2 separate regions of the Podarcis muralis genome follow, and region 1 is linked to region 2. The links are chromatin contacts, called in public Hi-C maps. All regions are on one chromosome and are shown on one strand. Each heading gives the region's core, a stretch centred on a gene start, on an enhancer-like site or on the middle of the called end of the contact. The rest is flanking DNA. Distances are from core to core; before and after follow the strand shown. Region 1 holds the start of FBXL5 (F-box and leucine rich repeat protein 5). Region 2 holds the start of ACOX3 (acyl-CoA oxidase 3, pristanoyl).

Evidence for each region. Hi-C and Micro-C count contacts between places; a contact is called where the count stands out from the background.
Region 1: a Hi-C map of tail shows a contact between it and region 2, with 2.5 times the contacts expected there. The contact joins the promoter of FBXL5 here to the promoter of ACOX3 in region 2. A contact is called at or near these places in 2 of 3 Hi-C or Micro-C datasets (blood and tail).

Annotation. Positions count from the first base shown.
Region 1 is chr9:78,653,225-78,658,776 of rPodMur119.hap1.1, reverse strand. FBXL5 (F-box and leucine rich repeat protein 5) reads right to left here and starts at 3,611. Exons shown (of 11, transcript XM_028743241.2): 1 at 3,422-3,611. The coding sequence starts at 3,505.
Region 2 is chr9:78,523,060-78,528,224 of rPodMur119.hap1.1, reverse strand. ACOX3 (acyl-CoA oxidase 3, pristanoyl) reads right to left here and starts at 2,070. Exons shown (of 18, transcript XM_028742998.2): 1 at 1,908-2,070; 2 at 234-408. The coding sequence starts at 392. It overlaps TRMT44 (tRNA methyltransferase 44 homolog), which reads left to right and starts at 2,094. Exons shown (of 11, transcript XM_077934519.1): 1 at 2,094-2,210; 2 at 4,082-4,199.

The DNA of each region.
Region 1 (5,552 bases), core at 2,362-4,861, 130 kb before region 2:
AATGTGAGGCTATAATGTTAGCACCAATGAAGGCAGAAAATGAAATGTCTTGAAAAAGAAGTTCAAGGAATTCAGTTCCTACACTCAGGAGTATAGCCCAGGATGATGCTCTCTTTTACAGTAAGTTGGCAACCATCCTTCTACACTAGAAATATGTGACTATGGTCTATTCTGAGGTATCAGTGTTCCCAACCAGAGTCAAAGGACAAGCCCCAGAACAACCACAGAGGCAACATCCAGGCAAACCTCATCACCCAGACCAGGAACATCTGGCCAGACAACAAAGACTTCTTCCCGCCTTGGGACCCCCAAAGTAGGGATCAATGCCAACTCTGCCACTAGTATCCAGCACTCTTGTTTCTCAACTGGCACCCACACTGGGTGAGGGAGAAGAAGAAGATAGAGAAATCCTTTCGCAAATTGCAAACAACACAATTAAGGTCAAAGGTTTATTTCAGAGATTATGTAGCATGTTCTGACATAACTGTGTAAGCCCCGCAAAGGCACTAATTAAAGACTAAGAATTTCAGAGGACCTCCTCCTCCTCTCTTCTTTCCACTCCCATATTTCATCAAATGACGCAAAGGAAAACAAAGGAAAATATCAACCCACATTGATAGTGACCTTAGTACTGGCAGCAACAAACGTCATAACTTAAGAGGATAGTGCAGGGGCAAGGTGGTGATTTAAAACACCGGGGGGGGGGGGGAGGCAAATTTAAACCACTAATTTAGATCAAGTTTCCCACAGACACTTTTCATATAATACCAAAATAACAGTGTAAATATGACCAGTACACCATGTTAACTTCTAACTACAGTATCATAATATTTAGACAGTGAAGCCTGTCTACAAACAAAAACAAAATGAAATATCCATGGCTGAAGAAAATGATTCTACTAGAAGCTTCTGGATCAGGAAGTTCTACCTCAAACGCAGAGGCTGAGTCACAGTCCCTTCAGAGAAAATGTCTGTACTTAGCCTGAGAAAAGCTGATCTACGGAACTTCTTGCCACAAGGAAATGTGACCAAAAAAAAGCAAATTCAAAAGTTGGATTAAATATCAGTGGGAAATGATGTCCATAACTGCATGTTGATTTTGTTAAACCTCGCTTCCATCTGCCACCATTTGCCCTGCACCACCATCTTGTTGGGCCTCAATATTTTTCAGTCAAGTGGGCTCTGGGGGTTGAGAGCTGTACTATAGCAACACACACTACATGTGATCATATTCAGTAAATTTTGTGTATTTGACATGCATATGGCCAAGTAAAATGGCCCCTCACCTGAAAAAAATAAATTAAACTGCAAATAAAGTTTACCCTGAGCTGCTCTTTTCTACAAAGGCTTTCCTGAAGTAGAGCAGGGGCAGGGTGTGGGGAGGTAGATCAGGATATACCTGTACATGTGGGAGTGACCTGAAATAGATCAAGTCTTTCTTACTCCCAGATAATTAACAATGGCAACAATTATGCTACTGACATGAAGAAGGGTGGAGAAGAGGCATACACAGAAATGGATATTTGTGTATTGGAAGGTGTGTGAGTTCAATTCAGTTCTGGTTCAAAAAAACCGCTCACGAACTGAGATTTAATTCTAAGTACCTGTATTTTGTACCTCTCTCCACTTACTAGGCCTCAGGAATCTAGTGAAAAAGTAAGTCTTGCAAGCCTGGAATGTGCCCTGCCCTACAGTTTGATAGTACCCACCTGAAACCTACAGTTTATATTGTTTTAAGTTATTCTTTACTGGCAACTTGAAATAAAGGCACAATAATCAATAATCAAAATCTGCATTGCTATGTGGAAAAAACTGCTAACAAGAATTGTATAGTCATACCTCGGGTTGATTGCGCTTCGGGTTGAGCGCGTTCGAGTTGCGCTCCATGGCAACCTGGAAGTAACGGAACGCGTTACTTCCGGGTTTGGCCACTTGCGCATGCACAGACGGTCAAAATGACGCCACGCGCATGCGCAAAAGTGGCGAAAAACGACGCGTGCATGCGCAGATGTGCCGTCGCTAGTTACGTTTGCTTCTAGATGCGAACGGGGCTCTGGAACGGATCCCGTTCATATCCAGAGGTACCACTGTAGTTGCAAATTACTTTTGAGGGAAGAGGGGTGTGCAGCTGCCAGGTAAATCAGTTATGCTCCCCATTCACAGTGTGGACTGCCTATTTTACAGAGTGTGCTAGACCACCTTGCTTCAACCTTGAGCTTTTAAAGCTTGTTGGGATTACAACTCCCATAACCCCTAATCATTGGCTAAACTGACTGGGTCAAGCCAAACATGCCATCAGGAAGCTGTAATAACCAAAATACATTGAGCAATACATTATCTCCGGCCCCTGCGATCTCTGCATTTCCTTCCTCTCCCTTACTTGTTAAGCTGCCAACTTAAAAAGCAAAGACACCTGCTTCAAGGAACATGCACTCTAAAATGATACAGGGAGATAAAATCTGCCTTTAAGTTGCGCCTGCTGACACACCAACTCTGCATTGCAAATGTGACATGAAGGCTGGCAACATTAACCTCATCATGTGGGAATCCTTGTTCATCCACAGCAGTGACCGGAGGAGGGAGGACTGCTGGGGGAAGCGCAGAGAAAAGAAATGCCAATGTCTCTACAGTCACAGCAGGCACTGTAACTCTTCTAGAGTTTGACCTCAACCCTGGAGGCGCACAGAGGGGCGCCAACCACCTATGTTTTTTGACATTTGGATTTCTGAACGAGCTTTTCTTTGTCCATATTTGACACGCATGGTTCATGTCATCGAAAGTCCAATAACGTCTTCTGCAGAGTTTCCGCCTTCATGTAGCAGCCTAGCTGGGAATCGCAGTGGCGGAGGGGGGTGGAGAAGGGAAAGTCGGCGCCTAAGGCACTTAGGCCGCGCTTCATTGGGGGGGGGGGCTGCCTTTGGAAAAGATTCTTAAGCCAGGGACACGCGTGCGTGCGTGCACACGTGTGGCAAGAAGGCCTCATCCGAGATACCACCAGCAGCAGCGGAGAAGCTGCGTCACGTCTCCGCTAAGACGGGGAAGGAAGCGCAGCCGGCGACAGAGCCCTGCGAGGGAAAGGGGATCGCAACCAAGCGCAAAAAAAAAACGGGGAAGAAAGAGGGGGAACCTGCAAGCGGAGGAAGGTGGCGCTGGGGGGGGGGGGGACGACGGTGGCCGAGAGGAGTCACGGCGCGCGCCAGGCGGTGGCAGCTGCGCAGGCGCCCCTCCCTCCTCCGGCTCCCCCGAGGGTGCGCGCGCATCCCCTCTCACGCAGCAAACGGACGCCGGCCGCGCGAGGCCTGAGGGGGCCGAGGGGCGTGTCCCGGCGCCTCACGTAACGAGGGGCGCGCGACCACCTCGCGCCCCCCCTTCACGGCTATGGCCGGCGCGTCTCCCCCCTCAGAAAGCTCCCCCCTCCTACCTTGTCACAATAAAGCCCGACGAGCTGCTTCATCCGCCAGTGCGGGGCCGTGAAAACATCCACCTCCTCAGGGAAGGGAGCCATCTTCTCTCCCCCATATATATAGAGAGAGACAGAGAGAGACCAGGCGCTCTCGCTCGGCAGCCGCGGCCAGAGACGCTGCCCCTTCTGCGCCTGCGCCTCGCTTCCACCCGCCGAGTCACGTGCGCGAAGGACAAACCCGAGAGCTGCGGAGGGTAGAGGAGACGCGCGGACTGGATAGGCCGCTTCCGGGTGTGTCATGGAGGAGCCTCCCCCCCGCTCCCCTTGTTTGTTTCAATGTCTCCCAGGGCAGAACTCGGAAGAAATCAAACCAGGGATCTACATCCACACCCCAGTGAACAGAGAAGTTCCAGCTCTTCCGAGATCAGTTTTCATTTTGTGGTCAAACATTTAAGTTTGGGGTTTCTTTTTTAAAATATATCATTTTTATTAAATTTTCTGTTTTACAATTTAGAATATTCATTTAAACATCCTTAAGATATCATGGTTCATTTTGCATATCATAAATCCCTGCATATTTTATATAAACTATACCATTCATTATTACCTCCATCAAAACTTATTTGCACTGTTGAATTTATCTTAATGCTGCCAACATTTCCAGGTGTAAATAATTCCCCCCATATAGTCCAACATTTTCCAATCTTCTTTAAACGCACTTTCTTCCTGTTCCCTTATTCTATGTGTTAAGTCGGCAAGCTGCGCATATTCCATCAGCTTAGGTTGCCATCCTTCTCTCCTTGGGACCTCGCTCATTTTCCACTTGGGGGCTTAAGTTTTTCGTGTAGCTATTGTTTTATTTTTATCTATTAAATTTACATACCACCCCTTCATGGGAAGATCACAAAGCGGTTTACGATATAAAAACACGGAATACATGTTACAGAAATTACAGGGGGGGCACATCTTTAAAGTTAAATATTACAAATATTATGCCTGAATATATCCTTCCAACTTGATAGCTCAGGGAAGTCACCTAACTTTAAAAATAATATAAAATCATCTCCTTTCCCAGTTCCCCCCATTCCAAAGTTATTTTCCCCCAGGCAAAAGGACTCCAGGAAGTTCCCAGAGGTGAAAATTGCTGGGCTCATTGTTAGCCAAAGGAAGCCCAATCTCATCACCTGACTCGCCTCAGGCTCCAGACATGCAAAGGAACTTCTATTGTACTTTTGGGTGGTGGGTACTTAAGACCTATTTGTCTATGCTAATCTTATACCTGAGCCTTGCCCTCCCATGTCTGCTTATGCCAATCTTGTACCAAGGACTTATCTGGACATGTTTGCCAAGGTTAACCCCTCCCCTTCGAACTGTATTCTGGGATGTGGCAGGAAAGTTTTAAAAGTCTTTGTCACCCCATCCTCGGGGTTCAAAATTTGCTCTTTGAACCTATTGCGCAATAAACTTTGGTCTACAGCTATTTGCTCCGGTTGGCTGGACTCCTTCCTTTATTCCGCAGGGACCCGCGGGCTCTGCCTGACCACCTGGGGGACTGAGCAGCCTCACACCTAGATTTTTCCTTAACAATACATAACATAGCAACAAAGTTATCCTCATATTCCAGATTGGAGATCTGAGACTTGGAGAGAGAAAAATGGATCACAACATAGTACTGCAAAGTACTCTAGAAGGTGGGAGGTCAGAGCAAGGCTGAAATAATAGTGTCTGCAGGGGGTGGCAAGCCTATTGCACCCCCACCTCCAGCATCTCCAGTGGTCACTCAGAAGTAGGAAGGAGAGGGGCAATCCAGCAACAGCTGGTGGGTCACAGGTTCCCCCAACCCCGCTCTTCAGAACCCCACCAAATGTGGAGAGACACTCCACTGCTCTGTGGTCTTATATGGGGAGAACCAGCTTTTATCCAAACTACTGATTCCTCCAACCGCTGCCATCACTTTACTATACCAAGGCCTTAACGATAAAGCCAGTAGCTTTGGGGAGTTTTAGAAATGGTGCCAAACCAGCTTTTCACACATCCATAATTAAACTTTAAATTAAACTATATAATCCTACTTTGCTATGAAATCTAAAGGCGAATGATTCAAATCTGCTGGACACCACTGTGTGATACGAGGTTCCAGGAGCTTACC
Region 2 (5,165 bases), core at 821-3,320:
TACTGGACGGCCATTTACACTGACAAAAACAAAAACACCTCAAATCCCTGTTTATCAAGGATCATGGCTCTCTTGACCTAAGAAAAGGTCCCTGGCCATGTGAATCCCTTGGCCAGACAGGCCTCACAGGAACCAGAATTTAATGGTACATATTGGATACTTTAAGGGGGGTTATGGCAGATTGTGTTTAATTTGCAACATCGTTTTTAAAGAAATATTATTCTAAGCCTTACTTTAAAACGGAGCAGATCTTCTTCCTCTACGAAGAGTGTCATCTCTTTCCAGTTGAAGGATGCTTTCTTCCGGTAGGCATCCAGCGGTCCACTGGGGAGGTCTGGGAGCACCAAAGTGTTCCAAGAGCTGACCTTTTCCCGATCACTGACAGATGCCATCTTAACATGCAATGTTCTGTAAGCAAACCCAAAAAACATTCAAAACAAATGCCTTTTCAAAAAAGAAGAAATCCTTCAAAAATTACTTGTGCAGAGGATAACAGAGCCAGCGTAGACCATCCTCTCAGTGTACATTAACAGCTCCTGGTGCTGTGGGTTAAACCACAGAGCCTAGGACTTGCCGATCAGCGGTTCGAATCCCCGCGACGGGGTGAGCTCCTGTTGCTCGGTCCCTGCTCCTGCCAACCTAGCAGTTCGAAAGCACGTCAAAGTGCAAGTAGATAAATAGGTACCGCTCCGGTGGGAAGGAAAACAGTGTTTCCATGCACTGCTCTGGTTCGCCAGAAGCGGCTTAGTCCTGCTGGCCACATGACCCGGAAGCTGTACACTGGCTCCCTTGGCCAGTAAAGTGAGATGAGTGCCCCAACCCCAGAGTCGGTCACAACTGGACCTAATGGTCAGGGGTCCCTTTACCTTTAAAAGAGAGGTTGCTGCTGCTAAAAACTTTCCCTTTTCTCTCTGACTGGATACGGGAACTGTCTTTGGCAGTGGCGTAGCGTGGGGGGTGCAGGGGGGGCCGGCCGCACCGGGCGCAACATCTGGGGGTTAGGGTTAGGGTGCGCAAATCCACGGGTTAGGGGGTGCAAATTACTTGCCTTGCCCCAGGTACTGACAACCCACGCTACGCCACTGGTCTTTGGTCAATGCAAATAAACTTCGACCCTGCACAAAGAAAGCTACAAGGGGTGTTTAGATACAAGAAGGAGCAGCTGGTTTATGGGCCTGTTGACACGTCCACTGCCTCTCATGCCATTGCTTTCATAAGCAGCTAATCGCTAGTTATGCAAGGCAGCGCCCCAGTCCAACTTCCACGGACTGCGCAATCGGACAGGTTCGTTGGGCAAGCAGCTCCCACTCCGGGCAAGGGCGCTTCCCCGGCCAAGGCGCGCAGGGCGGCCCTCCAGCCCCCGCGGAGCACCGGCGCAGCAGCCAGCCGGGGCTCCTTTTCCAGCGACGCGTTTGCGCCCCTCCGCCTTCCCCGAGGGGATCTTGCGGCGAGTGGCGCAAGTGAGCGGGAGGCGAGGCGGGGGGGGGGGGGAGGCGCCGTTTTCTGCGCGAAGGGGAAAGAGGATGGGAGGCCCCTGCCGACTCCCCCGGGGCTTGACGCACCCGCACCCACCGTCTCTCCACGGTCGCGGAAAAGGCGAGGTCGCCGCGCTGCGCACCTTCCCCGACGGCGACAGACTTCGCTCCGCGCCCCGCCCCGCACGCGCGCAGGGAAACGCGCCCCACCCTCTCGCAGGACGCGCGCAGAAGCGCCAGCGCCGCCTCCCGCGGAGCCCCGAGGGGCGCGCATCCAAGCCAGCCCCGGAAGGAACGGGCTTCCTGCAGCGCGCCCGGGCTAATCATCGGCCTCTGATGGGTCTCAATTCGTGTTTGAACTTACGAGACGCCGCCTCTCGCCCCAAGATCCCAGGGCGGTTTGCGGCGCGGAGAATCGCGGGACTTCCGCACCTGCGGCTGCCTTTTCTCCCGCGGTGAAAGCTTTGCAGCCGCCGTGAAGTTACATGGAAATCCTGCCTTGCCCCCTGGTTGTTGGGTGGCCACCTGCCGTGGATGCTTTGGTTCAGATTCCTGCCTTGGCCGGGGGTTGGGCTAGATGACCTCTGAAGATCCCTTCCAATGCTATGTTGCTATGACTTCCTCCAAATGGCGCCAAGGGGAAGAGGTTTCTTATCTCTTGCAAGCGACTCCTCCCGGAATATCCCCACGAGCAAGGAAAGCGCGCCGCTCTTGCCCTTTTTCATAGCTCTCTGGGTGAGAAGGAGCGGAAGAGCGGGGCGGGGACAGCTCCTTGGCCGGATGTGACGTCGTCAACCCGCGCCGGCCGCCATGGAGCTGCTGGCGGAGGCCTCCCTGCGGGACTCGGCGCTGCTCCCGGGGGGCTTCTGGGCGGCGGTGGGCGTGTGGCTGGAGAAGCCCCAGGTGGCCAACAAGCGGCTGTGCGGCGCTCGGCAGGACGGGGCTTGGCGGGCCGCTCGGCCCGGGGCAGGCGGGGAGGGGAGCCCCGGCAGGCGGGCGCTGGAGGCCGCGTGCGAGGCCTTCTGCCGCTGCTGCCGCGAGGACTTCGAAGGCCTGGGCCTCGCCGGCCCCGCCGAGGAGGAGCTGGAGGTGGTGCTCCGGACGCTCGTGCCCAAGGCTTGCCCTCCCGCGCCCGCCAGGGAGATGGTCGTCAAAGGTGACTGCGGGGCGGGAGGAGGAGAGGGAGGGATCGGGGCGGCCGCTTCGGCCCTGCCTCGCGCCGGCTGCGGCTTCCCAGAGCGAGCTCGGACCTTGGGCGGGTTGAGGGGCAGTCAGATTTTCCGCCATGGGAGGCTAATAATAATGATAATAATAATTTATTATTTATACCCCGCCCATCTGGGCAGCTTCCAATCGAGTGTTAAAAACAATACAGCATCAGACATTAAAAGCTTCCCTTAACAGGGCCGCCTTCAGTTGTCTTTTAAAAGTAAAATAGTTGTTTATTGACATCTGCTGGGAGGGCGTTCCACAGGGCAGGCGCCACCACCGAGAAGGCCCTCTGCCTAGTTCCCTGTAACCTCACTCCTCTCAGCGAGGGACCTCAGTGTCCGGGCTGGATGATGGGGGCAGAGACGTTCCTTCAGGTATACAGGAGCCACTTTGTGAGGAGCAAGCGGAGAACCCTAAGGGCTTGTCCACAGTTCCACTTGGCCTGTGCCTAGAAAGCACAGGTCTGAGCAGTTTCCCGTTTGGCCCACCACTTCCCCCAGGAAAACTTGCTCTTTGCTGCTGAATTGGGAGCAGTCGTCCATCCGCAGAAAATCCAGTTGACGTTTGCTCTGATTCAGCGGTAAAAAGCGGGTTTCTTGGGGCGGGTGGAAGCAATGTGGCAAGCGGAAGTTTGGGTGAGCCCTAGCTTTGTCCAAAGTGGCCCAAAGCAAAGAGAAAACATTCAGAACATCAAAAATGAAAAGTATTGGATATGTATATCTCTCTCTCTCTCTCTCTCTCACACACACACACACACAGAGAGAGAGAGAGAGAAAGTCAGTAAATTCAAAAATCAGCTATGTGCTTGATCTTGGTGGGCAGAGACACCTTATTACTACAGTGGTACCTCAGGTTACATGCGCTTCAGGTTACAGACTCCGCTAACCCAGAAATAGTACCTCAGGTTAAGAACTTTGCTTCAGGATGAGAACAGAAATTGCATGGCGGCGGCAGCGGGAGGCCCCATTAGCTAAAGTGGTGCTTCAGGTTAAGAATGCACCTCCGGAACGAATTAAGTATGTAACCAGAGTTACCACTGCATAGGCAATGGCTTCCTTGTGTCAGTGTGGCTCCGCTAACTAGCAGCACTGTGTATTTCTATGTTCAACGCAGGTGGGAAATTAAGCATTGGGCCTTGCTAGGAAAGGGCTTGAGCATCAAATGGCAAGAGCCTTCACAGCCATCCACAATAGGGTGTTGGCCTGCTTACAATGTTATTGTAAAGGTTGCAGCAATGTGATGCAATATAATGCTGCAATATGATGCAGTATAATGCTGGCCTGCTTACAATGTTATTGTAAAGGTTGCAGCAATATGATGTATGCTACGTAAGTCTGAAACACTACTCTGTTTCCCAAAGGTAAATAAAACCTACTGTTGTAAAATATTTACAGATATATTTAATGGGACCGTAACTTTTTTGCCATTGGTACAAACCCATGACGGGAAATACAAGATCAAGAAGAGCAATATTTATCAAGTTCGACTTCTGCATACACAAGACAATGAATGGTGGGTGCTGAGAAGATTTTTCGCTCTTTGGAATGTATTTGTCATGTGGAATTATTACGGTGTGTGTGGTGGCTAGATTATAACATTTTTGGAAATTTATGAAACCATTAAATAAAAATCATGCACACCCAACTTAACACATTGAAATATAAGCAGTTGACTGCTTCCTGACACACCTAAACCTATTTCACTACTTTGGTAGCATAAAAAGCATTTATAACTGAGGTGGCATACAGGCAACTCCCCATTTATGTGTGGGTTCAACTGCAGGTCTATCCTCTTCTGGGGCTGAAAACAGCGTATGTGTCAGCAGTCACGCATCACTTAAGCGCACAGAAAATAATTGCCACCTGTATATAATTTTTACTATTTAGCCTATATATGAAATTTAAAAAGCAGTCCTATCTCTGTATGTTTACTCAGACTTACCCTGATATATGGAGTGTTTCCCAGTTGTACACATAGGACTGCAGCCTCAAAAGTATGGAGGCCCAAATTAAGGCAAGCAAATTCATGAATACTCCCAATCCTAGAGAAAGAGTGCTCCAAACTTCTGCACGGTGCTACAATAAAATTTATTTATACCAAAATTGTCTCCTGCTGTCATGGTATTAATGGCAGAGCACAGCATATTACTTGTGGAAAATAAACACCCTTAAATGCTAGTATGCAAAGCAGTAATATAGTAAGCCCACAACTTGCATAGGAGTTGCATTCCAAGGGTTTGTCTGCAAAGGCAAAACTTTGCAAAGTCCAGAAGACCCCTGGAACCACCCCTGTGTGACTGCATTACTAGGTTCTGAAAAGGTTTGAGGCCTCTGGAAGGCTGTGGGAGCCTCCCATGAGATCCAGTAAGCAAGGTGGTGGGCTTAAAAGCCCTTTTCGGGCAGGAAAATCTGGCACAGGAAAAGCTTTTTAAGTAATCTGTCTTGCTTACCCAGCTCCAGGGAGGTCATGCAAGATCTA